Linked DNA regions of Siniperca chuatsi: region 2 is linked to region 1. Evidence: chromatin contacts called from public Hi-C data. All regions are on one chromosome and are shown on one strand. The core of a region is the stretch at or near the end of the contact, and the rest is flanking DNA. Distances in the headings are between cores, read along the strand shown.

Region 1 (5,975 bases), core at 1,387-3,886:
AGGCCAAAGAAAACATGCACCCACTCCTCTGTCTGGAATGGACAAACAAGTCACCATAACATCTCAACAGAAAGTGTGCATGTGCCCCGCGCATGGCCACAGAGGAAACAGTTAATACCAAAACCACAGAGCAAAACCTAAACAGGAAGTGAAGAGGATTTCAGTGAGCTGCGCCACAGGGAGCACAAGAAGACAGAACAGACCTTTATATGCCATAATGTACTGACCACGTTTACATGGACTGCCTTAGTTTGAATATGGACTTTTATTATGAACAATAAAACAGTATTTCAATTAGGTTACTTTACTTTGGCTCGTTTCGCCGTACAACATCTTCATTTTAGAAAACAAACAAAAAACAAGGCATTGTGCAACATGATGAGCTATTGCTTTAACAGTTTTAAATACCATGTTGTATTTGAAACTTTTATTATTTAATATCAAGGTAAATGTTATTAAATGTTACTGTGATATAGATTTTTAATCATGGCCTGATTAATCACTGAAACAGCTGTTGCACATCAACATCAGTTTCCCTTCAGTATTTCAATTAAAGTTTCTGACATATTGCTATCATGGCACACCCTTCATGCTGGTTTGGTGAAAGCATTATGCTTTACGGTGCTTTTTTTTTTTTTCTGCTATACATGAGAGTAGATTTAAATCTTGTCTATCAAACAGTTTGATCGCCTTCCGTGTCACAAAAAGTTGTAAAAAATAAATAAATAAATAAATAATCCAACTAAGTGTCATACTATAGTTCAGTTAAGCTGTTTACATGTGCCTTAAAAAAATGCAACTTGGAAAACAACATGTTTTACAGCCATTGTGCTTGCTGAGACTGAGCTTATATCCATTAGTGTATTCAGAAAATTATATTTACTTGGCAATTTCTTTTACAGCGTAATGCCTTAATCTGGTAAATACTGCGGTTAGTCTAAAAGAGTAGGAAGATGTTTTCTCCGTCTTAATTAAACATCACTCCTCTATGTCCACATGAAAATAAAACACTCTTGGACTAACACTTCAACGCACAGTATACTTCATAAACAACTGCAAAGACAACTCAAACAGCCTAAACCTCCATCTACCACTTGACTGTGGATGTTGTGCCAGTTCACAGCTGCATGCCATAAATGAGTTCATGACCTTAGGCCTCCCCCACCATTGTGTGCCAAACAAGATAAACAAGTTGATTGCTCTATCCTTGTCTCCATGTGCCAATGGTATAATACTGCTAGATATATACACATGTAACCAGTGATGGTCCTAACTGTTGAGAGTTCCTCTGGACTTATGATGTATTGGCCCTTCCCCCAACTGTGGCACGTAAAATGGCTTCCTAGAAAAGCATATCAGCTGTCCTTTTGCTAGACAAATAGGCTATCCTGTTGTCTTTCTACGCAATAGTAATTTAGAGTCATTATGATTTTGACTTAAAACAACTAGGATTGGCCAAGGGTAATGTGATATAATAAATACAGGATACGATGTGCGGAGGCTACAGGACAACAAACCAAAAGTTTTTGTTAGTCACTGTGAGGAAACCCTGACGACTGTTTTGGGCCTAGGATTAGTTAAAGTGTGCTCTTCACGGTAGAGAAACTGCAAGCAAGTAAAATAATTGTTGCTCGTATTTAAATTATCCATCTTTAAGAGATCATCTATAATTCACGGATCTGAATTGGGTAATATTTATTTGCATGCAAAATAAACTGTGAGCGGCTTCTGTTCATCATTTGTACTTAAGGTGAATATCAAATAATTATCTCCTTGTCGATAACATAAATTAGTAGTAGTTAGCAAACTAAGGCGTGTAAGTTATGTCAACCATGAGAGAAAACACAAACATTAGACGTCATGACCTGTAAGCTAACACCACACGAACCAAAACATGATCCCTATCACTACGATGTTTGTCTTACTTTTCGGAGAACGGAAAGCCACCGAACGAATAAAAGTAACATTTAGCGTTATCATCATTTCAACAATTAATGTTTGCAGTCATCAGAACCCAAAAGTAGCTACAAGGTCTACCCATTTAGCAAGAGGCTAACGCGCTACCTACAGGACCTACCTGCATCTTTGCTTTAGCATAATGTTAGCTAGCCAAATCTGCTAGTAGCGGCTTGAGGCTAGGCTACCTAGCTATGAAACCATTGAAATTTTCTGAGGAATTTTAAATTAACATTCACTCCAAATGTCAGATAACAAACAAGTACAGTTAATCATCAAATAACGTTTTTTGTGATATTCAGCATCCTTACCTCTTGTCTTCTTTTTAGGCCCAAACCATTCTAGGTATTGGAAAGCTCTTTTCTCTTTGTCTTTTCCACTTCCAGTTACACGCAAAATGGACTCAGCAAAACGCTTAACAGCTAAAGTACTAAAACCAAATGAATGGTCTCCATCTTTTTTTTAAATCGCAACTGTACATCGAGCGGAAAACAAAATAAAATCATTTTGTCTCTCGTTCATTCTGTTATTCCTGAACAGAAGTGACTGATAGGTAAGTCTGCTAGCTAAGTTAAGTAGCCAGCAGGTACCACAGACAGGACTGGATGCATGGATGGCAGCAAGCGGTGCTGCCTTCAGTTGCTGTCGGAAATATCTTAAACCAACCACCTAACCAAGTAAACATGATAGGGAAGTTATTCTTTTGTAAACGCGACAGGCAAAGTAGATGCTTTTTGGATCAATATTGACGATGGACCATTTGAAAATACCACTGTCTAGCTTTCAGATGGTATACACAACTTGAGAGAAACTGTTATTTTGACAGCGGACATATTGTCAGCTTACCGATACGGAAACTGAGTCAAATACAGTAAACCAGTAACAGCGCGGCCATTTATTAATGATTTTGTTAATTCCCACATGTTATGAATGCAACAATGCTGTGACGCACGGGCTGCTCAGACTCAGACGTTCAGGACGGATGGCATGCAAAGCGTTTCATTGTTACCTGCTGTTGATTGATATCCAATTTAAATATACAACTGGACTTCTAAATTCAGTTGTCACGCGTCTTTTGGCTAATGTATAAATTAAAATTTACTGTAAATTCAGTTACACACAAGATAATGTATTTTTCTCCCATCCATTGATGGTAACTTTGTTGTGCTTCTTTTCTGCCATCAACTTCAGACCTTTTGGGTACTTTAATGTTCACTCAGAAATTCTGTAAGTGCTTATAAGCACCAACAGACCTGCTCATTAATGGCTTTCAGGCACACTTGACACAATTGGTTAAAAAGGTTATAACAAACCTTTTGAGATCTTGACATATGACTGATTAATTAGTTTATACTGGATACTTTAGAGCTAATTTCTTCAAGGAAAGCAAGCAAATAAGAATTGCTCTGACAAAAATCAATAAACTATCCCCCCAAAAGATTAGTAGTGTTCATCAAGAACATTCGGAAATATAGATTTCTGCAATTCTAGCCACTGACACACACAAACAAATCTTTGGACTTCAAGATACTCAAGCTGCACACATGCAACACATACTTTGATGACTAGGCTGTGGCATTATGGGCAGTTTTGTGGTCTGCCACACCCAAATTTGTCATGATCATCTAGGGTCTGGTGGTTCAAGAAGCAACATACAAAACTTATGATTGCAAAAAACAAAACATTTAACACTTTAAATGTATATTATCCTAGCAGGCAACAGCACATCTACCAACATTGACTGGCACAGAGATGCTGTTTTTTTGAAAATATCCCATTTGTAAATTAGTTAACAAAAAGACAATTTATTACCATTTTATTCTCAAATTCATATTTGTAAAGTCATTATAATGTCTCTCATTAGCAAAATAAAACCTTGTACAATAGCAAATATGCAAGAGCCTTAAAAACAAAGTTTTTTTTTTTTACAGTGAAACAAGCAACTGCAATTTCATAGCAACAAGACCATCTAAGTTTAAACTAATTCAAAATTTAAGAAACAGAACTTTTATTCAGTATCCTTTAAAATGTTTCATATCAATGTCTTTTCTATACTAGATATGGCATTGCTTTATTAAGGTTGTGAGCTGTACATGTTTGACTAAAAATATACTTTAGTACAAAACCACAAATTCAACATGAATATGCACATTAGGTTCCTCAGATATTTAAAACTGATATCCTCAGTAGACCTACAAACTTGAGAAAATATCACATTAATAGAAGTAACAGGGGAAATGTTTTGAAAACAGAACATGACACAATGGCCAACCCAAAATAATTTCTTCTTTCTAATCTCCATTTCTTTAGTGGAGGAGCAGTATGCAACTAAGATTTACAGCCCTAAAGTTGTCCTATCCATTCAGATCCAACAAACTACAATGTGATAGAGGAAAACAACTGCGAACAGCTAAAATTTACTTAGGGACATAAACAACAACAATAAAACCCACTTATTCCAACGTATTTATTTATTTCTTCTTTTTCTTCTTCTTTGGAGGTCCTTGATCTGAATCACTGCTGCTTCCTGAGTCTGAGCTATCCGAGGACGAAGAGGAGGAGGAGGAAGAGGAAGATGAGGAAGAGCTGTCATCGTCGCTGTCACTGCTGCTGTCGCTGTCATCTGAAGAGGAGCTGGAGGAGTCGCTGCTGTCTGACGATGAGTCACTTGAGGAGCCGCCTGAATCACTGCTGCTGTCGCTGGAGTCTTTAGCCCTGAGAGCAAGTGGCAGAGTACAAAGGAAAAACATGAATACAGAAAACAGAACAGCGTGTATTGTTATCAAGGCCTCACACGCTGTACCTGTTACAGTCTGGCTATTGGCCACTTTGCGGAGGAGATGAGAAGAAACAAAATGAGCTGTGAGTTTGAACTGCTTTTTACCTGGTTCACTGTTCTTCAGTAACACTGACATGCACTGTTTACCTACTTTGAAAGTGAAATGACATCTACGATTGCAGTGCCAGTCTGCAAGGTTTTTGTTTGGTTGTTTTACTTAAACTGAGAATATTGGGGCAAACTGGGAACATTACTTGCACAGGTATTATCTTTTCTTTGGATGTTGTATAGACCAGTGTAGTCCCGCCAAAGGAAGAGCAATCAGATTACTCTGCTCCTCAGGGCTTCATCAGTGTCTTTTATGAGGACAGAGCGACAGTCATTGATGTGATATCTCACCCATCACTTCCTCACAGTCACCAGCCTCTGACATCTCTTGATTAGGTTCAGATTCGATTTTTTTAGATGTAACTGTACTGTCATTGCACAGAGTACAGGCACTGAGACAACCAAATACAGTTTGGCATCTAACCAGAAGTGCAAACGCAGCAAAGTACAGAGTAATGTGCATATGTGTAGAATAAACAGTAAGGGGTAGATATGAATACGCTTAGATATATACAGTATGAACAAAAAGATATACAGTGCAGGTATAAGTACAAGTAATGCAATAGTGAGACATTATATACAGAATAAACAGCTGGGGGTATGATATAATATGGTGTATACACTATAGATCAGTTATATGAGGTATAGACAGTAGTATAAATATGAATACACTGTAAGGAATATACTTTATTGTATATACTTTCTGTTATGCTGGTTTTTGCACATTACCATACCACTACATTTTGTATAATATATGTATATAACTGTATATTGTTTTTATATTTATTTTTATTCTAACTATTTGTCTATGTTCTGTGTGTGTAGCGTAAAGAGGGCTACAACATTCATTTCATTGTGCAACCCTGTGTTGTATAGTTACTATTAAATGAACCTTGAACAATAGATCAGATATATGCAGTATTGTCGTATAAATATGAATACACTATAGGTCAGGTATACACAGTAAGGACAGTAGTATAAATATGTATGGGTATGTGAAAGCTTATATATAGCACAGGTAAGTGTATGTACAGTAGTGTGACAGTAGTAAGTATGGCATCTGCCCTTCCCACAAACAGACAAGCATGGCCTGCCACTTTAAAACAAATACAACTACACATGACACAACACC
Region 2 (6,868 bases), core at 1,962-4,461, 62 kb before region 1:
TAATAGGTTTCCACAGGTGCAGATACGGGGCTGTAGCACTACAATCTTAATAATAAGTGAAGGACAGTTGCTGAATTGCTAACAGGGGACGCAAGGTTTCCACCCAACAGCTCTAATGGAAAACCACAGCAACACCAATAGCAAGGCACACAGAAAAACAGTTCAGTCCTCAACGGCCACATGTACAACATATTGGGAAAAGCCTTCAAATGCACATTGCAGATTTTGTAGACTGAGAATGACAATGGGCGGAGATTGGGTGAGCATTCTGGACACCCTCAGTAGATGACAAAACGGCAAGGAGCTTCAGTCTCAACAGTCTTTATTGATCATCTCATGTATGGCCTATAGTTATGAGAGGAGAGCAGATGGCATGATGGGTTCTCCCCAGTAGCCAAACTCTTTTTAAAAGACAAAAGAAAGTCATGAAAGGGTGCAAAGGGTTGGAGATACCAGCTGGACCACTTATAATCCATGCCTTATGTGTCTATGTGGCAAACTGAGCCAGAAAAAGTACAGCCAAAACTCTCTACATGTCTTCTTCTTCTTCTTTTGTTTTTTTTAACAAGCCATCCCTCCTTCAAGGCAAGTCAAGAAAGAAGAAATCAGTGCTTTCGTTGCTCCTCCCTTCACAGATTCAGGCTGTTGGACAGGGCCTCCAGCTGCTCCTCTCCCAGCCTCTGCTTCTCCTCCAGGTCCTTCTGCCGGATGAGCAGCGAGGCCTTGGTCTGGACGAAGCGGCGGTAGTCCTGCAGCTGCTCGGCGGACAGCTGACGCGTCAGGAAGGTGGAGACCAGCTTCTCTCTCCGGTCCAGGTTATCCTTCAGATCTTTGGCGTCCTCCCTCTGTTTGCACAGCAGACGGTGGCGACTGTCCAGAGATTGCTGAGTGCAGAGACAGAGACAGGTTACATTTCCTTTCTATCTTACATGGGATTGCTGGGGACTAAGAAATATTTGTTAGGTCTGAAATTTTAACTTTATTCTGGTGTTGAATTCATGCCTTGCAGAGCATTAGACCCATGCTCATAATATGAAATGCATAAGTAAATATCCTGCTGTAAGCACACTCATACAAACACAGAATTTGAGAGGACTTGCTGATTGAAAATCAGAAAATTAATCACGTCAAAAAGCTTGATTTTCTAACCACGTAATATTTTGGGATATATTTGTTGGTTTAATTAAAAGGTAATATCTCGTTCGATGTAATAGAGAGCTGTGAAAGTTGTGTGACCATGTTTCAAACAGCCAGAGGACAGGAGGTGCAGTGTTTCCTTATGTCAACAGAGGGCAGGGTAGGTACAAATGTCACCGAAACCGGGCTAGAGTTTCGGTGAGTCAGTGTAAATACCAGTGTTGCTGATAACAGCAAGAAAACAAATGAGCCTCTAACAAGTCCTCAGTATGCACCACGTTCAGCTGGGCTTTTGCAGATGTACAGACTAACAAGGAGCCCTTTCAGGGATAAATCTAGAATTCTTATGCGTCCATGCAAACATAAATTGATGCTGTAAATACTGGGCAGCATGATGAAACAGGATATTCAGAGGGAAAACAAAGCAAAGCACAGAGCTGAAGTCAGATCTGGTAACACCACTCATGATAATATTTGAGACCAAGTCCTTGACTGTAATTCAGAATGAAGTAAATCGTATATATTTGAAATAAAGACCTAAATGTAGCTACCTCAGATGCAGCATGATGAAATTCAAGTAATTATTTCTCAGTCTATCAAACCAAAAAGTCCAGTCAAACTGCAGTATATCAAAAATAATCTTCAAATGTCTGATAAACCATTTGGCTCAAACACAAATAAGCTAAAAATTGGCAATCAAACACAGATAAACCCAACAACATTTTTTGAATTCCACACAGTGAGAAACCTTGACCCCATTAAAGTCGCCCTTCAACTTTTCACAAGTGACATGTTTGCTGTTCTAAAGTAAGCAGAACAAGAGTATTGCTGAGGGCATGGGAGCAGCCACACACTTCTAACACTCATGGTCATCTTTTCGCCAGAAGCTCTAAATGCGCTGCAGTAAATCATGAGATCCGCAAGGCGACATGAGATAATATTACCCCCAGAGCACTCGCTTTTACCCGCATGTATTAGTATGTGTAAACAACTCCAGGGGGAAAAGACAGGAGCATAAAAGGGATCAGTACATCAGTAGATTTTTATCACATCTTATCTGACTGAATATGCCTTAGATTCATTCACAATATTAGTGCTCTCTACTGAGAAAGAGGCACAGAAACAAAGGGCAGCATGGATGCATTTAGATTAGATTTATACAATTTTGATTCATAGTTTGATGTTTTGGCTCCATGATTTTAATTAGTTGACGTGATGTGAGATGTGAATAATTACAATCTATTTGAGAACTGGCTGCTATAAACACAACACACATAAGACAAAGACAAACAAAAAGCAAAAATGCATGAAAGGATTATGTGAGTGTGGTTATTTCTTGCATTAAAAAAAGGTTTCGGAGGGTAATTGAACGCACCAACAAGGAAAGTTTTCAAAACAGTCCCCGCAGGCAAGTGTATTACCATCAGACAATTATGCAACTTTGACAAACAAAAACAAAAAGCAATATATTCTTATTCATATATATTACTCATCCAGGGCAACTTTCAAGTTTTTGCATGATGGTTTTCATAGCATACAGAAATTAATAAAGAAGAAAATGCTCTTGTGACAGAACCTCAAAACTTACATTTATGAACCTATTGATCTCCAAAGAAAGGGGCTGAAACAAAAACAAATGTTTTGGTTCCTCACCTTCTCCTCAGCATCTGTGTGTTCGTCCACGGTGCTCAGGGCGTTCTGTACCCTGGCCAGCCGAGCAGAGAGGCACAGCAGCAGGTTGACCACCCTCTCCAGGTCTCCTATGAACAGGTTGTACCTCTCCAGCTCCACGGGCAGACATTGCTCACGGACCAGTACCTCCAGGGCCTTCCCGTGGGCAACGTTCTCCTGAATCTCTGTCTGGAGGGCTCCACGCGTGTCTTCCAGAGAACGCAGACGCGCCTCGATATAAGACACTAACAGACACTGTTAATTCAAGCAGAGAAGGTAATGTGTGAGATGTTAGGCAATGATGTTACAGGACAGATACACATGGTGAAACGGGGCCAAATTATAGATTGCCAACCAATCAATATATTCATTTCACATTTGCTATCATAGGATCATGGATAAAGGTATATTGTTATAAGAGTGAATGTGGAAGGCAGTCAGGAAGAGGGGAAGGCTATGCGCTAAGCCAAACATTAGGCAAGCAGGAGACACTGATAAGAGGTAGACAGTACATCATGTGATAAGAGAGACAGAACTATCTCAGTCTGAAATGAGTCCACTTGAGGCCAAATAGCAGTGAGATGGTATCAATATGAAATCACTACAGAGTTTCTGATCTAAAAAGAAAAACAGAACAAGACCACCGTTCAAAAGTCATGTTTGTTCTGCTGTCCTGTCTGGTTTCGTGTCATCTTTAATGTACATGCAACAAAGCTGTGACGATTTTAGACATCATATATTGTCTTGTTCTCAGTAAAGTTGTAAATTTTTGGTTACACATTGGTCTCATTTTGTTTTGGTGTGGCAACGGTTTATTTCTGTTTTGACTGTGAACGATCACTTCCACGTCTAAAATGATTAAAATATTCACATTACTTGCTGTGAGGTACTTTGGACAAAAACCATCCACTATTTTGCATAAATGAATAATTACCTTCTTCTTAGTTACGTCAGCTTTGCTCTGCAGGTCTGTACTCTGAGGTTTAAGGCTGTCAGGAGCAGAAAGACAAGGAGATGGTTCAGCCCCTTCGACCGTTTCAGCACTAGAAAAAGAAACATGTGGTTAAATCAAGCTAGCTTCCTTGATGATTCCTGTCATCACAATTCAGCATAGAAATGCTGAAATTGAATTCCAGTTGCAGCTGTGCCACCTATAGTGTTTTCACATTGCCTATACTCTGAGCAAGGCCCCACTGTTATTTACCTATTTCAAAACACTGAAATGCAACTGCACATTCTCTCTATGTATCTGAAGTGTGCTAACACCAGCAGAAATCTGAGTGCATGCACAGCAGTGAGCAGATAGCCAGGTGTGTCTGTGCATGTGATGCAACAAAAGGTAACACAGCACCGGTGGAGCTCAGTTCTTTGGCCATTGAACCGGTATCAAGTTTCAGAGAGAAACATTAAACTAGGAACTAATTAACTTGTGAGTGAGATGGATTATTCTTTCCATCTACACAGCTGTGTATATACAAGATAAAGGGTTATGTAGCCACCTGAAAGGATGGAAAGTCAAGGATTTGGGAAATTTAGAAAACAAGTCTAATTATCATTATTTTTCACAAATTTTTGTCATATTCATCATTTCAGAATAAGTCTTCTCAGGAGTGTGTTGTCTTCTCTAACTCATGCAGTAAAATACTCTCAAAAGGCCAGTAAAATTTCCATTCTCGGTTAGTGGAAACTAGTTGGTGTTTATTTATGACTACCAGAGCTTGGTTTAACCTCTAAGTGTTATGTTCCAGGACATTAACATTTACCTTTCTGCAGCTCCTTTCTGCTCCTGTTTCTTCTTGTAGTGCTCCTCCATCAGCAGCGTGTCCTCTGACAGCAGCTGCTCCATCAGCATCAGTGCCGTCTTACGATTGGCCAGTGGGTAGAGCACTCTGGCCAGCGATTGGTCGGCCTTGACCACTGCTTCTACAAGCTCCTCCCACTGAGGTCTCTCCACAGGCCTCGCCAGGCTCTCCGTCTCTCCCTCTGGTGTTCCCCGCTCCTCCATCTCCTGGTTTTCTCCCGATTTCTCATCTTCCGTTTCTGGGGTTTTCTCCTCTTCCACCTGCTGAATGATGTCTGTGTCATAGACCGAGGTGCAGGGAGACACAGAGGTTTCACTTGTCTGCGTCAGAGGGGCCGAGCTGGACTCGTCGTCAAAAACGTTGTCTGTCAGCAGTGAAGTCTGGACTTCCTCTTTGATCTCTTCTTCTGGAGGGATAATCCACAGCGACGGATCTGTAGTGACGCCGCAGCTCAGAGACACTTCATGGTTTGAATCAGGTGGCAGGGCGTCATTGCTTGGTTCATCCACCGACTGCTCTCTCTCTGATCCAGTCAGAGAAGGAGAAGTCCTAACTCTAATGGAAGTTAAACAAATTATGGTTAAGAATCACAGCTCGCCAAAATCGCATTTGCAGAATCACAAACACCTTTTAAGGGTTTGTTTTAGCCTAGCTAGGTAGCTGAAGGATGATATCCACCCTATATGTGTATATATGAAGGTCAGGAAGTTGTGGAAGAAAGAGGTGTGACATGTTCAATTAATCAAATTATTTCACAGAGGAAACAAATGCTGCATTGGTATGGAGTCTAATCTTACCTGGAGCTAGGCCTGTTTTCAAAAGGAAGCTTTGTCTGGGTGGGGGTGGACGAGGTGGATTTGATCTCCCTCTCACTGGTCTCTAGACCTCTGGGGGAAGGTGGGTTAGATGATGTCTCACTGGGCGGTCTACTGGACCTGAAATCATCATGTGTGACAGGGCCGTGAGATCCAGAAGGTCCAGAGAGAACCCTGGCCCGGGAAGAGGAGCAGGAGGCCGGGGAGGTGGATCTACTTGAGTTCCTTGTTCCTACTATGGCATCCTCCCCTGGTTCTGAGTTCTGCTTCAACAAAGACTTTTTCTGGGTTTGGTTTTGTGTCTGTCCCTGAGTGTTCTTCTGACCAACAATCTCTGCTTCTTTTCCCGCTTGCTCTGTTACATATTGTTTCTTCCTCCCTCTGTCCTGCCCCTGGGCTTCTCTGACTTCAGCAAAGAATGGAACACTCCTCTTGTCTCTTGCCGGTCCTCCTGGTCCAGTTGAATACCTCCACAGTTGATCCAGCTGCTCAGAACTTTTACTCAGGGCTGACAGTTTTGTTAACTTTGATGCCCCAAGCTCTTCCATGGACTTCCCCCTCTGTGCAACCACACGGACACGCTGCTGGCCCTCAGGGGCTGGCTTTATTATGGGGTCCTCAGTGGTATCCTTCTGGGGACTGACATTGACATTCAGTGTTTGTATGTGTAACATAAGCCAACAATTCATACAACTATGATAACTTTAAAACAAAGTTAAGTTAACAAAGGTCTTAGCCTTTAAATTAAAACAAAAATGATTAAATCCAAATAAATACATATGCGTCATACAAGGGCTCTGGGAAATGTTATTTCTAGACTGGCAACAATAATTTGATATTCCTACAAATCATAATAAAGTTTTGAGAAATAGGCCAGTGGCTCAGTCAGTTCTTTTTCTTTTACAGTCCATGCATAAATCTTTTCAAAGGAATGTTGGTTTGCTGGAGCAGGTGGGTGTTGACTTTCCAGTGCCACAATGAATCAAGTGAAGATTATAGTCTGTGCCGCAGCACACACATCACTGACCTAATACTCTCCTGACCTAAAACCAATAAAAATGTCCCAATTTGTCTGCAGTGCTGGTACATACCTCCACGTTTCCATAGTATTAACTGGTAATGGATCCTTCTCAAAGACATGTACCTGCAGAACCAGAAGAAATACTGCAGTAAGAGCCAGATGTAAATTAATAAATATCTTGTTTTCTTTGACTGAAGTTTTTCTGACTTTTTCGACTGGAAAGTTAAATTAATATACTTGTGATAGAAAGCTTAACAGACAGCTAGATGGTCATACAACACCTTATTGTCACAGATATGTGTCATATTTTTAAGTATCTCAATTTGAGCACATTTACCTCAATTGAATGTGGTGTGGATGTGGATCTGTTCCTGAAGAAACTGGGTGGTTCTGGCTGGTCCAAGAGACTCTCCACTGAGGCA

The links. Hi-C and Micro-C count contacts between places; a contact is called where the count stands out from the background.
Region 2: a Hi-C map of liver shows a contact between it and region 1, with 2.7 times the contacts expected there. The contact joins the enhancer-like site here to the promoter of aff4 in region 1. A contact is called at or near these places in 2 of 3 Hi-C or Micro-C datasets (liver and skeletal muscle).

Annotation. Positions count from the first base shown.
Region 1 is chrLG14:18,486,069-18,492,043 of ASM2008510v1, reverse strand. aff4 (AF4/FMR2 family member 4) reads right to left here and starts at 2,636. Exons shown (of 22, transcript XM_044223586.1): 1 at 2,268-2,636. It overlaps zcchc10 (zinc finger CCHC domain-containing protein 10), which reads right to left. Exons shown (of 4, transcript XM_044223592.1): 4 at 3,756-4,671. The coding sequence ends at 4,428.
Region 2 is chrLG14:18,547,899-18,554,766 of ASM2008510v1, reverse strand. shroom1 (protein Shroom1) reads right to left here. Exons shown (of 10, transcript XM_044223582.1): 4 at 6,784-6,868; 5 at 6,517-6,569; 6 at 5,408-6,064; 7 at 4,572-5,165; 8 at 3,743-3,797; 9 at 2,791-3,063; 10 at 1-884. The coding sequence ends at 630. Among protein-coding and RNA genes, the nearest start is that of LOC122888701, 12 kb to the left of the region's middle. Within about 2 kb of position 3,211, the one cell type or tissue checked has an H3K27ac peak away from gene starts, as active enhancers do. A contact at or near this core is called in liver, where this site is marked.